2 separate regions of the Rattus norvegicus genome follow, and region 2 is linked to region 1. Evidence: chromatin contacts called from public Hi-C data. All regions are on one chromosome and are shown on one strand. Each heading gives the region's core, a stretch centred on a gene start, on an enhancer-like site or on the middle of the called end of the contact. The rest is flanking DNA. Distances are from core to core; before and after follow the strand shown.

Region 1 (2,700 bases), core at 187-2,686:
AGGAAGTGGGGAAACATGAAGGCCAGGGAACTAAGGCTGAGCCTCAACTCGGTTACAGCAGCTACTGGCGATGGGCACAGAGGTATCACATTGGAACGGAAGACAGACAGGGGTCTTCTCTCCCTCCCAGAGGAGACATGAGAATAGGATATGCTCCCAGCTGGCCTCATCCTGAGAGCAAAATGTGACAGTTGTGTTCGATCTGAGGCTCAGAGAGGTTCCAAAACAGACCAAATATCACACAGGGCCTGGCCCTGGCTGTGGAACAGATTTAGAGCCAGCTGGGACGCACATTTCGTTCCTGTTTCACTTCCTGGATCCCAGTCTTGGCCATACAAGAGGCCACACCAGGGGCCAGCCACCCTCCCAAACCCAGTGCTCAACTGACACTTGCAGCTGCTTTCTGCGGGGACCTGAGTCTCCCTGGTGCCAGGCAAACTGTGGGTGTAAATGTGCACATTTGGTAGCCAGTCAGCGAGACCCCGCCATGTCAGTTCTGAGCTGGTGACAGGTCCCAATCCTGAACAAGCCTGAAAAAAGTGCAGAGTGGGGGGTGGGGACACAGAGGGACACCCAGCTGCAAGCAGCAGAAAGACCCAAGCAAGAAGATCCGATTCTGCCTGCGCTTGCAAAGAGGTGATCGCCGGCCCAGAGCCACTCGGGGTGTGGAGCAGCCTAGGCAGAGAGCCGGGGGCAGGGCTGCCTCCAAAAACCATGGAGCCATCAGGAGGGCAGATGTGAAAGGCAAAAGGGGTGAAGGGTGGAGTCACCAATGTGAGAGAGGTGGGGTCACTGGTTTGAAGGGAGGGGGGCCCTCGTGTGAAGGGAGGGCACCCAGGGTCTTTGCTCTGAGGGAGTGGAGTCACGGGAGCTTTTAGAGCAGAGAAGTAAACGCTTTAGGCTGTAACAGATTTAACAGACTGTAGCTTGAGAGATGGAGCTGGTGGGGGAGGTGTGGCCACTGGAAACCCAGAGGGCTGCATTCGTGCCTGGGTCCCCTCAACAAAGGTGGCTGGAACCAGGAACTGTGGTCCTGGCTAATGAATTGGTTACAGAACAGGCTGGGGAAAGAAGCAGCCAGGGGTGACCCTGAGTCCTTGGTCCAGCACAGACAGATGGTTCTGCTTGGCAGAGATCAGAGACGCAAGAAGGGGCCTGAGGCCCATCTCCAGCAGCGGCAAGTTCAAGATGCCATGAGCCATCTGCCACCCCACGGCGTTCACTTCCCTCCTGGGACCCCCGCTGCAGGAAACAGGATGCGCTGTCTGCCTGGAGAATCCAGAACCTTTGCTCATCTCAGCTCGCCTCGGGCTCCGTCTCCTCTGGGGATTAAGCAAGCCAACCAGATCTTTCTCTGAGCTCCGCAGCTCGGCCTCTGCCTTACGCTGTGGGGAGGCTGGCGTCATAAATCAGCCACTGTGATCCCCCGCCTCAGATGTGTCTCCCGGAGCGGCTCAGACAAAAGACGGGATTTGGATGAGCTCACGCTGTGGCGGGCACCTTAGACACGCCATGAATTATGACACGGGACAGGAAGCCACAGTGATCTCAGTCCCTAAGAGGGAATAAGAGAGGCCCCCGGGCCCCTCCTGCCCCAAATTACCATCCTGTGTGCAAGCACGGAGGTGCGCTGAGGGCTCGTGCACTGGCTTGTGCTCATGTGCTTGTGTGTGTGTGTGTGAGTGTGTGTGTGTGTGTGTGTGCTCGTATGTGTGTTTGTGCTTGTGTTTATTTGCTTCCCAGAATAGACATGAGATTTATCTAGAGTAAAAGGAGAGAGATGAAGGTCGTTTCTGTTTTAGTTTGAAACATGTAGCCCTGACTGACTTGGAACTCGCTCTGCCCACCAGGCTGGTCTCAAACTCCGAGTTCCGTCTCCTACCTGTGCTTCCTGAATCCTGGGCTTAAAGGCGTGTGCCACCACTCTCAGCGAGTGAAGGTTTTCTTGAGGACGTGGGGAGATGTCATTGCTGTGTGTCCTTGAGCAAGGTACCTGGCCTCTCTGGGCCTCCTCCTTCATCCCACAGGGGGCGAGGATAACAATTGCTAAAGGTACCGAGGTGAGCCACTCCCTTCTGATTTTCTGGGGGAGTGCATTAGTGGTGGTGCCCCATGTTACAAATGAATATTAAGCTGGGTGTGGGGGTTCGTGCCTATAATCCCAGCCCTTGGGCAGTGAAGGCAGGAAGGTGGTAGGTTTGAGGCTAGCCTGAGGTACAAAGCAAGAATGGGGTGAGGGATGGGTGTGTGTGTGTGTGTGCGCGCGCAGAGACAATATAAGATTTAGTCAGGTTCACATCCCTTGCATGTGTGTATGTATGTGTGGGGCGCGGGATAAGTGCCTGGGTGTATGGCACGCATGTGTGTGAGTATGTGATATCCAGAGGCTGACAGTGGCGTCTTCCTCCGTAGCTCTCTACTGAATATCTTTTTTTTTTCTTTTCTTTTTTTCGGAGCTGGGGACCGAACCCAGGGCCTTGTGCTTCCTAGGCAAGCGCTCTACCGCTGAGCTAAATCCCCAACCCCCTCTACTGAATATCTTGATGCAGCATCTCCCACTCGAACCCAGAGCTCACGGATCCCAGCTCGTCTAGCTGCTTGCTCTGAGGAACCCCCAGCTCTACCTCTGTCTGTCGAAATTCTCCAGGTGAGCTGCCTGCACTTGGGTCAGGCTTTAACCTGGGTCCTGAGGGTCTGAAC
Region 2 (2,778 bases), core at 194-2,693, 39 kb before region 1:
ACTTGGGGGGATGGCAAATCTGAGCAGAACTTTGTTCTGGTCACAGAGTTGTTTCAAGGCCAGGTCTTGCTATGTAGGCCAGGTCGGCCTTGAACTTCTAGTCCTCCAGTTTCAGTCTCCCACGTGATGGGCTGACGGCTGACCTGCTATCATACCATGCTTAGACACTTCAGAATACCTGCCCGTGGGCCAAGAAGATGCCTCACAGGTTCAAAGCCAGGGAGATACCTCACAGGTTCAAAGCCAGGGAGATGCCTCACAGGTTCAAAGCCAGGGAGATACCTCACAGGTTCAAAGCCAGGGAGATACCTCACAGGTTCAAAGCACTTGCTGCTCTCCCAGAGGAACTCGATACCTGGATTCAGTTCTCAGCACCCACATGATGGCTCACAAGCATCTGTAACTCCAGTTCCTGGGAATGTGAGGCCCTCTTCTGGCTTCTACCAGCTTCACATGAACACAGACCTCCCTGGCTGGCCTCTTCACCAGTCTTCACCCTGGCTCTCTGACGGGGAATGGTATCGGGCGCTGTGGCTTTTGCTTGTCCACAGAGGGTCTTGGCTTGAGCTTTCACGTCCAGTTGATACCTGAGACCTGCTATCCCGAATGGAAGGCTGCAGGACATCATTGTCCTTGGTCATGGGTTACTCTGTCACCTCCGTCCACAGGGTGTGGGATGTTCCTTCCTGGCTGCACTCGGGCCTTAGACCGTGCTGCCTCCCCCTCCGAGGGTGAAGTTGTCTCTTCCTGGAATAAGCAATGATCTCACCATGCAGCTCAATCCAGCCACACCTGTTCCTACCTGTTTGTCACCGGCCACCCCACTCGTGAGACGCTGGGAGTCTGATATGAACCCCTTTTACCCTTACTATCTCAAACAGGGTCGCTTTGGATGCCTTGAGAAACTACGGGACAGGTCTACCCATGCAGGCCTGGGACTGTCCCAATTATGCATCGGGAGTCCCTTGAATACCTCGAATACCTCAGGCTGACTGGAGCCAGTGGGGTCGTGGGTAGATCTCCCTTGGGTGTTGAACCAGTGACGAAATGAGCAGGGTTGGGGATTTAGCTCAGTGGTAGAGCGCTTGCCTAGCAAACGCAAGGCCCTGGGTTCGGTCCCCAGCTCCGAAAAATAGAAAAAAATAGAAAAAAGAAATGAGCAGAAAACGGGCACAAAGCCATCACCTGGCGGCAGGGGCAGCCACTTCCGCCCAACTCCAGCTGACCTTGGCCTTGGCCTGCTGGGCTGCTGCCCGGACCTTCTGGATCTTTCCTTTTCCAAAAGACGCCAAGTACACAGCTCTAGCAGTAAAAACTTTTTTTTTTTAAATACACGCAACTTATTCAAATGAACACAAAGACAACCGTGGTGGGTCAGGCTGGGCTACCAAGCGACAAAGCACATCTGTGACTATGAGTCAGGGAGCTGAACCTTCTGTGGATAAATAGTCAAGGTTGGCCCGAAAGCTACTAGGGGAAAGAGGGCTCCGAAGCACAGGGGCGACAAGCAGGGTGAGCAGGAGGCTCACAGCAAAGCCTAGAGGGGGAAGACGTCTGGTTCAAAGGGGTCCCCACCCCAGGGGCCTCTTTCCTCCCCAGCTTGGGAAGGGCCCTCGCCCACCAACTCCCCTCACCCAGGTGGTCGCCAGCCACCCCCTCACAGTGTGTGGCGTGTTTGTAGAAAGGAAGCCCAACACCGCGCAAACACGCTGCTCTGCCTCCAGCCCTTGCCAGATGGTCCCACGATTCAGCAGCTGAGACCGCTTTGTGAGGCTCGCCCGCCCGCCCGCCTGCGTCAGAGCTCCCCCCGCCCCTTCAACCCCCACCACGTCTTTGCCAAGCTTGCCTGGTGGAGCCTCTGGGCAAGCTTCCTCCTGCTCCGGGATCCTGCTCCCACTCGGCAGGTTTTTCTTGGCCCACACACAGGAAGGCTTATTCAGCTGGGAACCTTCTGGGATTTCTCACCCCCGCAGCTCCATCCCCCTGTGACCTGAGCCCGATGAGCTGGCTCACTTTTTGCTAATTGTTCTCAGACAGATGGCTTGGCCCAGTCTCTAATTCCCCAGGCTAGGGGCCCTGACCTTGACTGTGGGCATTCTTGAAGAGATTGTTCCAGTCCATACTGGGCGGAGACCGTGAGCTTGGGCTTGGAGAAGGGGGACTGGAGCTCTCAGAAGAGCTTGGGAATGAAGACATCCGTTGAGGCCCTAAAGAGATGAAACTGGGAGGATCATGGCTTCTCCTCCACGGAGCCCTCGGGGATTGCAACTTCTGCAGCAAGGTCCTTGAATTGAACTCTTCCCAAATGGAGTTGCTAGGGCAGTCACCTCACTCGGCTCTCCGTGGTAATTTTCAGGACTATCCCCTCACAGATCTTAAGCCTTTTTTTTTTTTTTTTTTTTGGGTTCTTTTTTTCCAGAGCTGGGGACCGAACCCAGGGCCTTGCGCTTCCTAGGCTAGCGCTCTACCACTGAGCTAAATCCCCAACCCCAGATCTTAACCCTTTATCGAGGATGATTCCAGATATTGATGAGGGAAAGGCAGTGGCTTCTGAGAGGGTGTGGCTACCCCAAGGCTACCTTTAATCCCCGCACCCTCTGAGTTTGAGCCCAATCTGGTTTATCCAAAGTGAGTTTCAAGCCAGCCTGGGCTCTATTGTAGGACCTTGGAGAAGGGGAAGAGAGAGAAATGGGGAGGGGAAGAGAGGATGGGAAGGGGAGGGAGAGTGAGAAAGAAGGGGGGAGGGGAGGGAATGGGGAGGGGGAAGGAAGGGAGGGG

What was found. Hi-C and Micro-C count contacts between places; a contact is called where the count stands out from the background.
Region 2: a contact with region 1 is called in a Hi-C map of frontal cortex, with 2.3 times the contacts expected there. The contact joins two enhancer-like sites. A contact is called at or near these places in 4 of 12 Hi-C or Micro-C datasets (the Rat2 cell line, frontal cortex, kidney and 1 more).

What each region holds. Positions count from the first base shown.
Region 1 is chr12:37,051,092-37,053,791 of GRCr8, reverse strand. No RefSeq gene overlaps it. Among named protein-coding and RNA genes, the nearest start is that of Ncor2, 75 kb to the left of the region's middle. Within about 2 kb of position 1,436, at least 33 of the 93 cell types and tissues checked have an H3K27ac peak or open chromatin away from gene starts, as enhancers often do.
Region 2 is chr12:37,090,421-37,093,198 of GRCr8, reverse strand. No RefSeq gene overlaps it. Among named protein-coding and RNA genes, the nearest start is that of Ncor2, 36 kb to the left of the region's middle. Within about 2 kb of position 1,443, at least 67 of the 93 cell types and tissues checked have an H3K27ac peak or open chromatin away from gene starts, as enhancers often do.